3 separate regions of the Mus musculus genome follow, and all the other regions are linked to region 1. A link is a contact called in public HiChIP or PLAC-seq and Micro-C data. All regions are on one chromosome and are shown on one strand. The core of a region is the stretch at or near the end of the contact, and the rest is flanking DNA. Distances in the headings are between cores, read along the strand shown.

Evidence for each region. Hi-C and Micro-C count contacts between places; a contact is called where the count stands out from the background. HiChIP or PLAC-seq counts read pairs in DNA pulled down with a chosen protein or histone mark.
Region 2: an RNA polymerase II HiChIP or PLAC-seq map of embryonic stem cells shows a contact between it and region 1, with 13 read pairs. The contact joins two enhancer-like sites. A contact is called at or near these places in 5 of 39 promoter capture datasets (the 3T3-L1 cell line, the C10 cell line, macrophages and 1 more), 2 of 115 datasets of contacts at active chromatin or transcription factors (both in embryonic stem cells) and 2 of 9 other capture datasets (adipose tissue and liver).
Region 3: a Micro-C map of trophoblast stem cells shows a contact between it and region 1, with 6 times the contacts expected there. The contact joins the promoter of Mixl1 here to the enhancer-like site in region 1. A contact is called at or near these places in 4 of 39 promoter capture datasets (the C10 cell line, hematopoietic stem and progenitor cells, maxillary cranial neural crest and 1 more), 1 of 484 Hi-C or Micro-C datasets (trophoblast stem cells), 3 of 115 datasets of contacts at active chromatin or transcription factors (double positive thymocytes and embryonic stem cells) and 3 of 9 other capture datasets (adipose tissue, liver and pancreatic islet).

The regions. Positions count from the first base shown.
Region 1 is chr1:180,792,186-180,797,103 of GRCm38.p6, reverse strand. 2900024J01Rik (a long non-coding RNA gene) reads right to left here. Exons shown (of 3, transcript XR_373751.4): 3 at 4,475-4,918. Among named protein-coding and RNA genes, the nearest start is that of 2900024J01Rik, 17 kb to the right of the region's middle. Within about 2 kb of position 2,808, at least 110 of the 459 cell types and tissues checked have an H3K27ac peak or open chromatin away from gene starts, as enhancers often do. A contact at or near this core is called in embryonic stem cells, hematopoietic stem and progenitor cells, pancreatic islet and 1 more, where this site is marked.
Region 2 is chr1:180,887,837-180,892,754 of GRCm38.p6, reverse strand. No RefSeq gene overlaps it. Among named protein-coding and RNA genes, the nearest start is that of Lefty2, 2.8 kb to the left of the region's middle. Within about 2 kb of position 2,799, at least 26 of the 459 cell types and tissues checked have an H3K27ac peak or open chromatin away from gene starts, as enhancers often do. A contact at or near this core is called in embryonic stem cells, where this site is marked.
Region 3 is chr1:180,694,266-180,699,183 of GRCm38.p6, reverse strand. Mixl1 (Mix1 homeobox-like 1 (Xenopus laevis)) reads left to right here and starts at 2,150. Exons shown (of 2, transcript NM_013729.3): 1 at 2,150-2,564; 2 at 4,263-4,918. The coding sequence starts at 2,172. The coding sequence ends at 4,565.

The DNA of each region.
Region 1 (4,918 bases), core at 1,559-4,058:
GTCAGTACACGAAGAGCAGGAAGGAGGACCAGATGGGAAACCATTTAGTAAGCTAAATGTGCAGTGACAGAGCGCACTGGACTTAGTGGTGGCAACCTGGATGTTCTTGAAAGATAGGATGGCGAGGACCTGGTGGATGTAGTGGCTGTGACTCTGCCTGAGAAAAGAGGGTCAGTGGTGCCAGGGACTGGGGTCTGAGTGGCTACAGGGAAGATGTTACTGAATGGAACAAGAGGCAAAGCAAGTCAGGCACTGGGAGGTGTAGGGAACCACAAGGATCAGATCCTCAGGCCACAGCTCCCACAGGGAACTTAGGCTGTGGTCCAGTGGTATTTATTTCCATTTCAGACATGAAAGGAGAAGGTGTGGGTTTGCCCTGTGTTTCATCAGTGCCCAGCCCGTGTCTCAGGTAGGTCCGTGTTTGAGGGGGTTGTTTCACTGAGATACAGTCCTACTGTGGAGCCCAGGCTGGCCTTCTGATCTTCCTGCTTCAAGTCCTGAAACTTCAGGTGGGTACCGGTGAGTCCTGCTGTCCCTGGACAGAACGACCCTGTTTCCCTGTTAAACTCCTGAGCTCCATTCCTTCATAGTCAACAGTGTTTGGTCTGAGGAGATTTCAGGCTTTGAGCAGAAAACTGTCAGACTATTGAAATTGTGACCATAACCAGAGCATTTTACCTACACTCTTGCTTTAAGAGGTGTGTGTGTGTGTGTGTGTGTTTTTCTTGAGATAGTCTGGGTATGACTTCAGTCTCAAAAGTCCCATGAGCTCACTGGTCATAGCCTATAAAAACAGCATGAGGAAATGGAGTCAGGAGGACCAGAAATTCAAGGTCATCTTTGTTTCTACATATCAAGTTTGAGAGTACCTGAACTTCATGAAAACATGCTGTCCCCCACCCCTCACCCCCACCATGGAATAGGGCTAGTGAAAAGGTTAAGATTAGTAGTGGGTAAAATATTTGCCACCAAACCTGAATACCTGAGTTTCATCCTCGGAACCCACAAGTTGGAAGGAACAATAAAGAGAAACAGTCATAAATCACTGTTATCAAGGATATATAGTAAGCTTGTTTCAGAAATATTAAGTTGCACAAAGAAGAGTTCGGTTGAAGCTGCACTCAAGGGTGACTGAGTAAGCTACCCAGATGTGTTAGCAACTGTAGGAAGGGAAAGTTTTACTTCTGACGTATTAAAGATGCTGACTGTTCATTTTGCTCACTTGCTGGCGTAGTAGCTCAAACTTTTAATTGGAGCCAGGACCCAGGAGGCAGAAGCAGACAGGTCTCTGAGTTCCAGGCCAGTCTGATCTACAGAATAAGTTCCAGGCCAGCCAGAGCTACATAGTGAAACCCTGCCTCAAAAAAACAAACAGTTGGGTGTGGTCTCAGCCAGGTGGGATGAGTTGGTTAACAGCAGCCTAGCGAAAGCAGCCCTAGTCTGTCCTGGGATAATTAGGACAATATTTGTACATTGTAAATCATCCCATTCGTCCAAACAACCAAAAGGGGAATTTCTGTCTCTGTGAAAGATGTAATTGGTCAAAATGTAACGTAGGGCCATGGATCTATACAAAATGCCAGGAGTTAGGTTCAGGGCTGGTCCCCCTTGGTGCCTTGGTGGGAACCAGTCCTACATTGCTACTCTAGGTGCTGGGGTGACTTCAAAGTTGTCCTTGAATTCCACGTGTCCTTAAAAGGAATGAGGGGATGAACAAATAAATGTAACCCCCCCACACACACACACACACAGGGTTTCTCTGTGTAGCCCTGGCTGTCCTGGAACTCACTCTGCAGACCAGGCTGGCCCTGAACTCAGAAATTTGCCTGCCTCTGCCTCCCAAGTGCTGGGATTAAAGGTGTGAGCCTCCACTGATGGCTAAATGTAACTTTTTATTTTATTTGTTTGTTTATTGGTTTTTTGAGACAGAGTTTCTTTTTGTATCCTAGGATGGCCTGGAACTCGGTCTGTAGACCAGGCTAGCCTTACTGTGTGTGTGTGTGTGTGTATATATATATATATATATGTGTGTGTGTGTGTGTGTGTGTGTGTGTGTGTGTGTGTGTATTATGTCAGTGGTGGTGCAGGCCTTTAATCCCAGCACTTCTGAGGATTAATTATGCAGAGGAAGACAGATCTCTATGAGTTTGAAGCCAGCCTGGTTTACAGAGTGAGACCAGGTCAGACAGGGCTACACAGAAAAAAACCCCATCTGGAAAAACCGACTTAAGAAATTAAACAAACAAAAACAAACAAAAAACCTAACTGGGCTGGAGGAATGCCCCAATGGGTAAGAGTACTTCCAGAGGACTTGGGTTCAGTTCCCAATACCCTCATGACAGCTCACAACTGTCTGTAACTGTAATTCTAGTTCCAGGAGCTCTGACAGTCTCACACAGACATACATACAGACAAGGCGCCAAGGCACATAAAATAAAAATTATGAGAATGTATAAAAAATCTACTTGAGTCTGATTCTGAGGAGGGAAGGGAGGGAAGGAAGGAGGGGAAGAGAGAAGTGGCTAGGATTTCATTTGTCACTAGCTTCAGCGTGAAGTCCACAGGTCCGAGGTATGCCAGGCTTGGCTGACCCAAGCACCATTGACCCTGAGGCAGCACCAAGGCAACCACGCTGGCTCCAGGCTGGCCAGCAGATGGCTGCTCATCAGCTCCTTCCCGCAAATCCCGGTCGCTGCGTGGTGTGTCGGAAGGCTAATCCTGCGGGTGCCCTGACCTCAGCCCTGACTCCGGTCCCCCATCGCTCCAGTGCATCCCTATAAGCCACGCCTCCCTGGAGCTGGCTCTTCCCGCTCCTCCTCCGTGCCGGTGACGCCCCCAAGCTCCCTCGGGCCCCCTCTGCTGTGTCCTGGGGACCGGTGCAAACTGGTTCTCCGGGTGGATTTGTACCCTCCGGAAGGAGCGGAGCTGGGCCCCGTCCCTAGTCTTTTGTGCCTGGAGAACGGGTCTGGGTCATTAAACCACTCAGCGAAAACGCCCTCTCCTCCAAAACCCCCGGGACTTGGGTGACATGTTGCGTGCAGTCTACGCCTGACTATATGCCCTTCTAGCTTTAGGTTTGTCTCCATGGGTCCCCTGCAAGGAGCTGAGAGACTGGTAATCTAGCTGACTCTTGGGAGGCCCCAAAGTAGGGATGGAGTCTAGGAGTTTTCACACCTGATGAAGCTGGCTAGGCTAATACTGTGGCCTCAAGAGGTTACAAGTCTGCGGATCCCGACAGGAAAAGGTCAGTCGTAGCAGATTGCCCCAAAGTCATCAATTCTGAGGTAACCGTGGGGCCTGAAGAGCTGAGTCAGTAGAAGAGGGAATTCTAAGCGTCCCGCCCCGGGGGGAGGAGCTAGGTCTTAGGAACACCAAAGATAGGTAACTTAAATAACTTTTCGCGCAACTGTTGTTGACTTGGACAGTCACGAGATGGGGCTACTTCCCTTTGGGACTGTTTAGCTTCTATTGGATGGGGAGGGGCCCCCAGAAGGCTGACGGGAAGGCATCCTACACACAAATGTCACAATGACGCATTACTTTGACCCTCTGCTCTACCCTAGGCCCTGTCCCCATGGTGTTTGCTCTGTGTTTGAGACCGGGTCCCCTATGTTATCCACCCCTTGAGTCCCAGACCCATATATGTTGGCCATATTACCATCTCCTTTCAGAGACCCGTTCTGCCTTGTAAGACAGAGCCTCATTCAAAGCATTGGTGCCCAGTAAGCACCTGGCTGCTTATCCCTTCTTTCCATTAGGTCAGCTGCTCCTGGGCAATCAGCTGCTCCTGTGTATGGGATTAAACCAGGTCAGGCCATTTCTACTCTGTGAAAAGCAGAGTCCTTATTCTGAGGCAATACTGTGTGGAGAACAGCGGTGGTGATGAGGTGCTGTGCGGCTGAAACACTGAGGGCAAGGAAAGCATCCCCCGAACCCACAAAGGACAAATCTCTGTCCTTAGCATGATGGAAAGAATCCAGTGTGGTCAGCTTGCACTCGGTGGCTGGCTAGGTTCCTGGCTGGGTAGCAATGTGGGCTGAACATTGGTCTCTGCTGTTGGCCAATCTACTGCTACTAAGCAGTAGATGCCAGTTAAGTTCAGTCATCCCTGTGCTGTCATATGTATAACTGCCACCCTTTCTGCCATGATCACTGCCATATGGACCCACTGAGCAAACACTGGGGTGGCTGGAAAGAGACCAGTTCACTTCCACAGGTTGGCAGGAATTCTCTTTGGAAGTGGTTTAAATGTGTCGCCCTGACAGATTTTGCATTAAAAGGGTGATACTGGGAGATGAGACCTTGAAGAAATAGGACTAAGTAGATTTTAAGTAAGATTTAAGAGGGGGCTGGGGGAGGTGTGCCTTTTAAAAGTGTGTTCCTCTCTTGTTCCTAGCTGTGAGGTAGGGGTACCCACCATAGTATGCTGCCTTGCCCCAGCTCAAAAGAAACACCCAAAACCTGAGCCCAGATAAACCTTTCTCCTTGTTTATTTATCTATATAGTGCTCTGTTTGCATGTATTCCTGCATGCCAGAATTGGGCATCAGACCCCAGTATAGATGGGTTCGACCCACCACATGGTTGCTGGGAGTTGAACTCAGAACCTCTCAAGAAGCAGTCAGTGCTCTTAACCTCTGAGCCATCGATCCCCCTACCTTTCTTCTTTTGAACCTAATTGTCTCGGGCATTTATTTTATTTTATTTTATTTTTTCAGTGCTGACTCATAAACACCTGTGACACAATTTCCTTCTTCCCATTCTGTGCCTATCTGGAGCGCTCCGGTCACACACATCCTCTGTCCTGAGGCCTGGTGGTCACCTGACAGCAGTGGTTTTCCTCCCTCACTGGCCAGCCGAGTCATTGTAGATCCCTGCCTCCGTCCGTCTCTCAGTTGAGGCCAAGTACACAAATACAC
Region 2 (4,918 bases), core at 1,550-4,049, 96 kb before region 1:
TGAATTCTTCAGAAACGACTCTAGGTCAGGCGGACCCCAAACTTGTGATAATCCTCCTCCCATCATCCTCTGCATGCTAGAACTACAGCTGTGTATCACTATGCCAGACCTGTTTAAGACTCTGGAAGATTCTCCATGGGCCAGTGGAGGTCTAGATTTGTCCGTGGAGGAACAAAGAGGGGCAGAGTCCTGTATTCCAGCTGTCTCTGGTCAATTCCACAGATACCCCGGAGTCAAAGGAACCGTATACATCCTTCAGTACCCCCACGGGTCTGTCCAGGTTCGTCACGGTCCTCATCACACCCCACCCCTCCCATGCCAGAGGAAGACAGATGCCGCTAACTAGAGATTTTGCTAGCATAGTCTCAGGAAACATGAAGACTGCGCATGTCTCTCTGCTCTCAGAGTGCCACAGAATGTGCCTCTTCAGACAGCAACTCCTTCTGGGAGGGCTCGCCCACTAGGCTCATACCACAAGCGCTCAGGCTTGTGTCTTGCTCATACCACAGACTTAGAGACAGAAACCATCCAGAGGCCAAATCTGCCTGGAAACATGTCCAGTCCACAGCTGCAGGCACCTGACTGGCCCTACTTCTTCTAGCTCCCAGTTTACAACAGCTGGGTCTTGATACTTGGTAAATTTTATAAATTCTCAATGCCTTGTGTTTTTATTATCTAAAGGAGCAGTTGACAATGACAGAAGACCCTGTCTCAAAACAAATACATAACATATGCGCATGCAAGATACATCCTCAGCAGACATCCATCGTATGAGTGATCATGTGTGCCAGGCCCCATCCCAAGCTGGGAGTAGGGTTCCACACAGCCCTTACGAGGCAGGTTTTAGCTGCAAGTGCATCTTTCAGATGCTGGTCAGCTCACTACAGGACAAAGTCACCTGTCCTGTCACAGTATGCAGTTAGAGGAGACCTTGCGATACAGATATTTGCATCTGCCCCCTAAGGCCTCTCTGGCTCAGAGGTCTAAGTGTGTGCAGAAGGAAACCTTTCCTGTAGCCAATGAGAGGTGAACAATGGCCACAGAGGAGCTTAAGGGCCAAAGGGCCTGGTGGACAGGGATCACCTCTCTGCCTTCCCAGGAGGACACTGGCCCCTGGGTGTGTATGCGCTGTGTTCTACCTTTCTCAAACAACCCTGAGAGCAGAGAAAACCCTCTCAGGTTCAAGGGCTCTGGGTAACAGCCCAAACACACACACACACACACACACACACACACACACACACACACACGAGTGCATGCACGAGCACACATATGTACACATTCTCACGTACATATTAATATATGTAGAAGATTTATAGTAGTAAGTGGGTGGGCTCAGAACTTAGAAGAGGAACATAACTGCCGGGCAGGGTGGCGCACGCCTTTAATCCCAGCACTCGAGGGGCAGAGGCAGAATTTCTGAGTTCGAGGCCAGCCTGGTCTACAGAGTGAGTTCCAGGACAGCCAGGGCTATACAGAGAAACCCTGTCTCAAAAAAAAACCCAAAAAAAAAAAAAAAGAGAGGAGCAGAAATAACTCTGATAAGGCTAAGGGTCTAAGTCTCTAGTACAGCATTTGCAAGTCCTTGGTTTTGATCTCTACCACGTCAAAGAAAAGAAAAAAAAATCTGTCCCTAATCATAATAAATCATGCATGCAAGATGTGTGTGTGGTTTTGGGGTGTGTGTGTGTGTGTGTGTGTGTGTGTGTGTGTGTGTGTTGGCTTTGTTTTGTTTTGTGACAAGGTCTCATTATGTAGCCCAGGCTAGCCTTGAACTCAAAGTCCTCCTACCTCAGCCTCCCTGGTGCAGAGATTCTAGGCATGTACTACCATGCCTGGCATTGTTAACTCTTTATCCCTGGGGTAGACAGGGAGGTTTGCATTATTATTTCCACTTAATAGATGAAGACACCGAGGCGTAAAACTGTTACATGACCTGTCTAAGGGCAGATATTGACTGCCAAAGTTAGGGCTATTTGGATATATATGACAGAGAGTTTGGAGGGGTCACAGGATAGGCAGGCTGAAGTAAGAGGAAATATAGAAATCCAGGCAGCTGGCCCCAGAGAGGGAAGTCCCAGGGTCACAGACCTGCTTCTCAGTCATTTTTCTCTTATCTCCCACCTCTGTTTCCAAGGAAACTAGGTAATGCCCCAGAAGGACTTCAAATGTCTCATCTGGGGCTGGGGGTAGCTCAGTGTCTGGACGCTCACCTAGCATTCGAAAGGTCCTGAGTTCCATCCCCCAGCACAGAAAAACAGAAAAACAAAATCTAATCCCATCCTGGAGCTCACATCTCCTAATGAGGAGCCCCTGAAATATAAGACCCCCACTCTGTATCCGGCTTTCTTCAAAAGGAACACCGCCGCTGCCTTCCTTTGCAAGTGATTAACAGGGAAGGGACTTTATAGGATGCTAACATTTGGGGCTTTAGTCAAGCCAAACGGCACAGAGGTGTCACATTTACAGGCCACCAGAACGTGAGGTCCTTCGTCCCTGGAAGCTCTTCTGGGCTGGTGTGCCTTAAATATGCAAGAGTTCACCACCCTTGCAATGGGCGAAAGGAAACCCTGTGGCTTATCATCGTAGCTGGCTTCGTGTCAAAATGTAACACCCAAGGCCCTGCTGTGTTCAGTAAGACCTTCTGTGCCAGAGCCAAAGGACAGGCATCTGGGGCAGATGCTTTCTGACTTGCAGATGTACACAGGGGATCTCTACCGCCACCTCAAGGACACCTTGGGTCTGAGGCCTTCTGGGGCACCCAGAGTGATCAGCAATAGAATAGCTAAGCCTAGGAAGTTCAGAATTGGGCCCTGGGTAGAAGAGGAACTGCATAGTCATTATTTGGCCTCGCTAAGGACCTGGGATAGGGAATCTCAGCTTTCTGAATCCGTCCTCTGCTTTGCAGAGAGTGTTTTTCTCTGTGTGTCTACTGCATATGTGTGTTTCCTCGCCCCCAATAAAAACACCTTGTTTTTTAAAAATATATCTTTATATTTACTTATTTTATGTATGTGAGTACATTGTGGTTCTCCTCGGACGCACCAGAAGAGGGCACACACCAGAGGACGGCATCGGATCCTATTACAGATGGTTGTGAGCCACCACATGGCTGCTGGGAATTGAGCTCAGGACCTCTGGAACAAGAGCCAGTGATCATAACCGCTGAGCCATCTCTCTAGCCTATAAAAACACCTTTTTTTTTTTTTAAGTTAAAAAGAAAAAACCTGGAATACCTGGGAGTCGCTTTAGGGACTCAGAATCCCTGGGCCCTGAGGCTGAATTGGCGAACCCTTCCCCAGAGCACTCCTGGGGTGACCTCTAGGGGCGTGCATAGGTGATCCACACTGAGAAACTAAGCCCCCTTCCCAATTTAGGGAACGCCCCATCATCATCGCCTGGTGATGTTCAGTATCAATGAAGGACTGGTCTAGACAAACCATCCTCTTTCCCTGCTAGTGTGTAGAACCAGACATCTCAGAGCAGAAACTAACTATCCAGACAGTGTAGATGGTACAGAGAAAACAGTCTCGGAGGGGCTGCAGCATTCCAGGGTCACACGGGACTGATACACAGACACTCAAAGGTCATAGCTCTTCCCACACCTCAAACTCTGTCTGCTGCTGGCTTTACTGCCAGATGCCATCCATCAGCAGCAGGCAGCTTGGGAACCCAGACGACTCGGGGTCCAATGGGGGCAGGGCAGTGTAAAACGCAGACAGAAAAACAGAGGGTCAATCTCCCAGAGTCGATCTTCCCAAGACTCCTGGATGTGGATTCCCAGGAGCCCTCGGAGTTCTGTTGGGGAAATACAGTGATTGGGCAATTAGCCACGGCCCAAAGAAGGAAGCAGATGTGGATTAGGAAACTTTTACAGTGGGCAGATTGCCCAAGTAGGGGGAGGGTGGGGCTACTTTTGTGATGCAAAAGCTAGGCCTCTCCCTCATATTGTGGATCTGAGTGGGACGGGGTGTCTGAGGTGGAGCCCGGCCCGGCCTGAAAGCCGGAAAGCACCTCCGGTCCTAGAAAGCTGTGTAAATCAGACCTCTCCCCCAAGGGCTTCTAAGGCGGGGACAGGGCAGACTTCTTTGAGGTTGCAGAGGTGCCCCCTCCTCCACCACAGCCCCGCCCTTCGGAGCTTCTATGCTGCGAATGTTCTGAGTGGTCACAGAAGTGCTGTGGCAAAATACAAACACTTGAGGCCACCACCTGATGTGTGTTCCTTAGGGCCGGTGCACAAGCACCGAACGAACTCCCCACAACCCTGTTCGCTCCATCCTCTGGGGCCCATAGTCCAGGGCGAGTCATTCCACACAGTGGGGCATCACAGAGCCTCCATGCAAAACACCTCCGTGCTTCAGGGTTGGCCCTGTGCCTTCCCTTTCCACGGCCTACTGTTCTGTCACTCTCTACCAGGCCAGTGTGCTCCAGAAGTTGATATTTGAGTCACCTGTGAGACCTGTGGCCTCCTGAACCCTGGCTGCCTAGATTTCACTAGAGACAGGGTCCAGACATCAGAAGGTAAAGATTCTTCTGTTGGAGACATAGGGCAGAGGGGACAGGGGTGTGTCAGAGCAGTCAGTCCAGTGAGACAAATGTCTAAATCAGATTAGAGGATTATTCCATTCATAGACAACCCAGCCCTTCCAGAGGATGGTACCTCCGCTTCCTGACTACCTCTGACGCAAAGAAAGAAAAGGATGGGGGAGGGGAAAGAGAGGGTACCACACATAGGACAACAACCTTGACCTGAGATCTGTTTTGGGTTTTCTCTGTCCTGTCTAGAAATTTTAGAGTAGGGACAGACAGTAGCTCTTTTACTTTCTTACTACTCTGTTATACGCAAGAGAAAAAAAATGTATAATACTCAATGCTCCGAAGCTAATGAGAGACCTATTGAGTTGGAATTATCTAGGGA
Region 3 (4,918 bases), core at 901-3,400, 97 kb after region 1:
CACACACACACCTACTATATAAGAACATACATAAGCACAGCCATAACATTTTATTTTGTTTTCAAATAATTCATTTTTAATAATGGATTATAAAACTGAGTGACAGGTTGGGTGTATAATTCAGAGATAAAGCCCTGGGTTTGAGCCTCAGCATCACAGAAAAAAAGAGAAGAATAAAAGTAGGTGTGAACTTTCATGTTCAAGAGGCTGAGACAGGTAGATCTCAAGTTCAAGGCCAGCCTGGGCTATCTCGTGAGACCCAGTCTCTGAATTGATGAACAAATGGCAGAAGATGTAGCATAGCCCTTCCAGTGCTTGTCCAGCATTTACAAGGCCTTGTTTGAGCCCCAGCATTGCATAAAATCAGGCATTGTGTGGAATGTCTGTAAAGAGAGCTTTGCATCCTGGAAGTCCATCCTTGGCTACATAGAGAGTGTGAGGCTAGCCTGGTATACACGAGACCCTGATATATGTACGGGGTAGGAGTAGAAAAATAAAAGCATAGAAAAATCAAATTCTGATTTTTCCATTCCATACACTGTGAAACTGAAAAACTGTCAAAGAAATAGAAGAAGAAAGAAAGGGAGAGGGGTTGGAGGTGTGTGTGTGTGTGTGTGTGTGTGTGTGTGTGTGTGTGTGTGTGTTTGAGGGGAAGGGATCAGATGGAAAAGCAGGCCTGGGGAGTCTTAGCATCCGCATAAAGCAGGAGGCCAGGACACTTCCCACGACTCCCCAGCTGGTGGACAGGTCAAGCCTAGAACTTGCCGATCACTCTGTGCTTTGACACTTGGGATAATTGCCCATAGTAAAGATATGGCCACTTGCTGCTCTTCCAGAGGGTCAGTTCTCAGCACTGTATCAGGTGGCTTACAACCCATTACTTCCCAGCACTGTGTCAGGCAGCTTACAACCCACTTCCCTCTTTTGGCTTCTTTGGGGGCTCACATGCGTATTAGTAGACAGGATGCACTCATGGCCAGCACATATACTTTCTCCTATGATACTTCCCATTAGCATTGAAGACGTTGCAGGAACAGGTCCTGGGCTGGGCTGTGGAATACCCCTTCCTCTGCAGGGAGCCCCTTTGAGGCCTTGCAAGCCGTGCTCCTTGCCCTGCCTGCCTCTGCACCCTTCTGCTATAGTGCTGCATGCCTCTGATTTCTCTATGAAGCAACTTGGCTTCTGTCTCAACAGATGTTCCCTGAGGGTCTTGCTTAGGATTTTCCAGTCACTGGGTCCTATTCTCAGGACCAGAGGGTAAGGAGGTGGGGAGAGACTTATATGAATAAATGAATGCATGTGTGCACTAGGGGAAGCAGATATAGAAGTCACAACTAAACTACAAATCCGCATAAAACAAACCAGGAACCTCAAATGAACCCCAGGGGACAAAGGAAATAGTAATGGCATCAGAGGGAGCAGAAACTTCAAGGAGTGGCATCAGAGGGAGCAGAAACTTCTCGGGTTCTGAGCACTGTTGGGATTCTTTAGGAGCGCTAACCCCGTACAACTTCAGCCCGTCCAATTTACAGCATTCTTGTTGACAGGTCACAGATACTCTAGGCAGGAGCAGCGTCACTGTTCAGGATGTGTGCCTGTCCCCTTTGAGATCTCTTTATCTTCACCCCCCCTTGGATTCAGGATGTGTCAGGGTGGTTTGCCGAGGGCAGGGCTAGGCTGTTTAACCAACCTGGAGTAAGGTCTAGCACATAGCAGGGGTGGTAAATAGCGCCTTTGATGGTGACAGGCGGACAGCGGGCCAGGCACAGCGCGGGGGACCTACGAACCAAGCCCCCAAGAGATTCAGGCGCTCTTGAGAGGTCTTCTGGCCCAGAAGAGGGGGTTCTGTCCAAGTCCGGCCTGCACTTGGGGCGACCCCACCGGGGCAAAGCGGTTCGAGGTATGTGGATTGGTGGTTGGACTGGCTGGCGGATGGGCGGAGAAGGGACGGAGCGGCCCGGACTCAAGTTCGCGCCTCCCTCATTCCGTCCCCGGGTCAGCGGAAGCGATTATTCCCGCGGCGTCTGGCGGGGCTGGGGCGGGCTCGCACCCCGAGGAGACGAGACGCGGCTTCCCTGCACCCACGCCTTTGATGGCGCCGCCGCCCCCTCCCCGGCTCCGGGCCGCTATAACTGCAGGCGCGCGGGGGTACAGGGAAGCGTCCGGGAGTCATGGCCGCAGCAGGGTCCCAGCAGCTCCAGTTCGCAGAAGGCGCCGCTTTCCCCATCTTCCCCGCCGCGCATCCCGGAGGGCAGCTGCTCCCAGCCATGCGCCCAGCCTCTGGGCTGCCCGCGGCGCCCCACGACTCTCGCGCCCCAGCAGCCACGCAGTGCTTTCCAAACCGCGACTCCAGTCCCACAGCGCAGACCCCCGCCGGCCTGGATCCGCCCGGACCCTCCAAAGGCTCGGCCGCCCCGTCGGCGCCACAGCGCCGCAAGCGCACGTCGTTCAGCTCGGAGCAGCTGCAGTTGCTGGAGCTCGTCTTCCGACAGACCATGTACCCAGACATCCACTTGCGGGAGCGCCTGGCTGCGCTCACGCTGCTACCCGAGTCCAGGATCCAGGTGAGTCGCGGTCGCAGCTGCGCGTTCCAGTGGAGGTGCTGGGAAGTCACAGGCTTGTTGGGCCATTTATTCTGTGGGGGAAAAGTTACTCTCTTTGAACCTCATGGTTCTAGACTGCAAACTGGGATGTCAGTTAAGGCCGCGTTACCATGTGATTGATCTGGGCAGCTAAGGGGCTTGCGGACCCATTGAAAGGTCCCAGCAGGAAGGTAGTCATTGCACTCTTTCCCAGCGTCCAGTAAGGAGAGAGAGAGAGACAGAGACAGAGAGACAGACAGAGAGACAGAGAGAGAGAGACAAGCCTTCCTCTGGCTTTGATTCTAAGTAGCAGAGCAGGGTTGGATCACCTTCAAAACAAGCAAGAACTTCTTGTCACTTTGAAAAAATATTGCAAAGTGAGTTTATTGTCTGAGGTCGATCATTTAGATCAGAGTTTTGGAGATGATAGGGAGAAGCCTCTCTCTCTCTCTCTTGCTCTCTCTCTCTCTCTCTCTCTCTCTCTCTCTCTCTCTCTCTCTCTGTGTGTGTGTGTGTGTGTGTGTGTGTGTGTGTGTGTGTGTGTGTGTGTGACTGAGACAAGTTCATGCTGCGTAGTCCAAGCTGGACTTCAATTCACAATCCTTCTGCCTCAGCTTCCTGGGTGCTTGGATTACAGGTAGGTTCCCCAACACCCAGTTTAGACGCTTGCCTCAGGAGGGTGGACATTTAGTGTTTATTTTTTTCCTGGACTTAGGGTGACTACTCAACTGTCACTTTTTTACCCCCTCCAGTCAGGGTTTCTCTGGGTAGCCCTGGCTGTCCGGGAATTTGCTCTGGAGACCAGGCTGGCCTTGAAATCAAAGATGTGCCTCCTTTGTCTAGGATTAAGGGGGTGTGCCACTATCTCCTGGCTTCAACTGTCACTTTCAGCAGTTGTCACCCTGGGCTTCCTATGCAGAACACGTTTGTGGGGAAATAGTAAAGACATTTACACACAGAAACGAGCTTCACGGAGGAAAAATACCTACTGGGATTGAAGGGGTATGCTACCACCACCAGGCTGAGACCGTCTTTTTTTTTTTTTTTTTTTTTTTGGTTTTTCGAGACAGGGTTTCTCTGTATAGCCCTGGCTGTCCTGGAACTCACTTTGTAGACCAGGCTGGCCTCGAACTCAGAAATCCGCCTGCCTCTGCCTCCCGAGTGCTGGGATTAAAGGCGTGCGCCACCACGCCCGGCTTTCTTTCTTTCTTTTTTTTTTTAATGTGTAAAATGAAAAGCAGACAAACAACCAAGTATAGCAAGTGTAGACAGAACCAGACAGCATTCCAGCTTTGCATCTGAGAATGATGACTGAGAAGGTTTGGAGCTCTGAACATCAAACCATTGGTTCAAGTGCTTTCTGTAAGCCCCAGACTTTGAGCAGAGAGTCAAGGCTAATATGCAGTTTTATCGGTAGAGTGCTTGCCTAGCATGCACGAAACCCTGGGTTCCATCCTCAGGTACCACGCAAACCACTCGTGGTGGTGCAGCCTGTAACCCCAGCTCTGGAGTGGAGGAAGGAGAATCATAAATTCAAGGTCAAGGTTCTCCTTGGCTACAACCCGAGGTTGAGGTCAGCACTGGCTAGAGAAGCTATCTCAAGCAAACCCCCAAACAAACTAACAATAAAAACCCCAACCGGAAGCAGCTGAACAGTTTTTTTCTCCTCTTGTCCCCCAGGTGTGGTTCCAGAACCGACGGGCCAAGTCCAGGCGCCAGAGTGGGAAGTCATTTCAGCCCTTATCCTCAAGGCGGGGAGTTTTCCTCCATTGCCCTGCTCCTGGGACTGAAGCTAGGTGTTTGAAGCCTCAGCTGCCCCTGGAGGCAGATGTGAACCACGTTCCGGATCCCAGCATGACTGGAGGAGGCGTCTGCACATCTGGTTCTCAGAGTTTTGAAACGTATTCGTCTCTCTCTGAAGATATTGGCTCAAAGTTGGACTCCTGGGAGGAGCACATCTTTTCTGCCTTAGGTAACTTCTGAGGATTCTGGGAGCGTTGAGGATGCACTCAGGGAGATCTGGGAGATTGGAGCTGATCTCCTGACTGGCCATGGCCTCGGTTCTGGATCATCTCTCACATTTTGGTTCCCTTCTCTGACACTGAGCCTTTACTGCTGGCTTGTTCTCGGTAGCCACCGAAAAGTCACCGTGACTCTCCAAGACTGCACATTATAATTTGGTCCGCATCCCCTGGGCCTTCTTACTAGGGTTATTCCTATTTTTCAGACTGATTGTTCAGAACTTGTTTTCTTCATAAGAACCTTCGGCTTGACTCAGTTTCCCCACTTTCTCGGCAGCTGCTGTCTTCTTGTAGTCCTAGTTGTAAGTGGGTTCA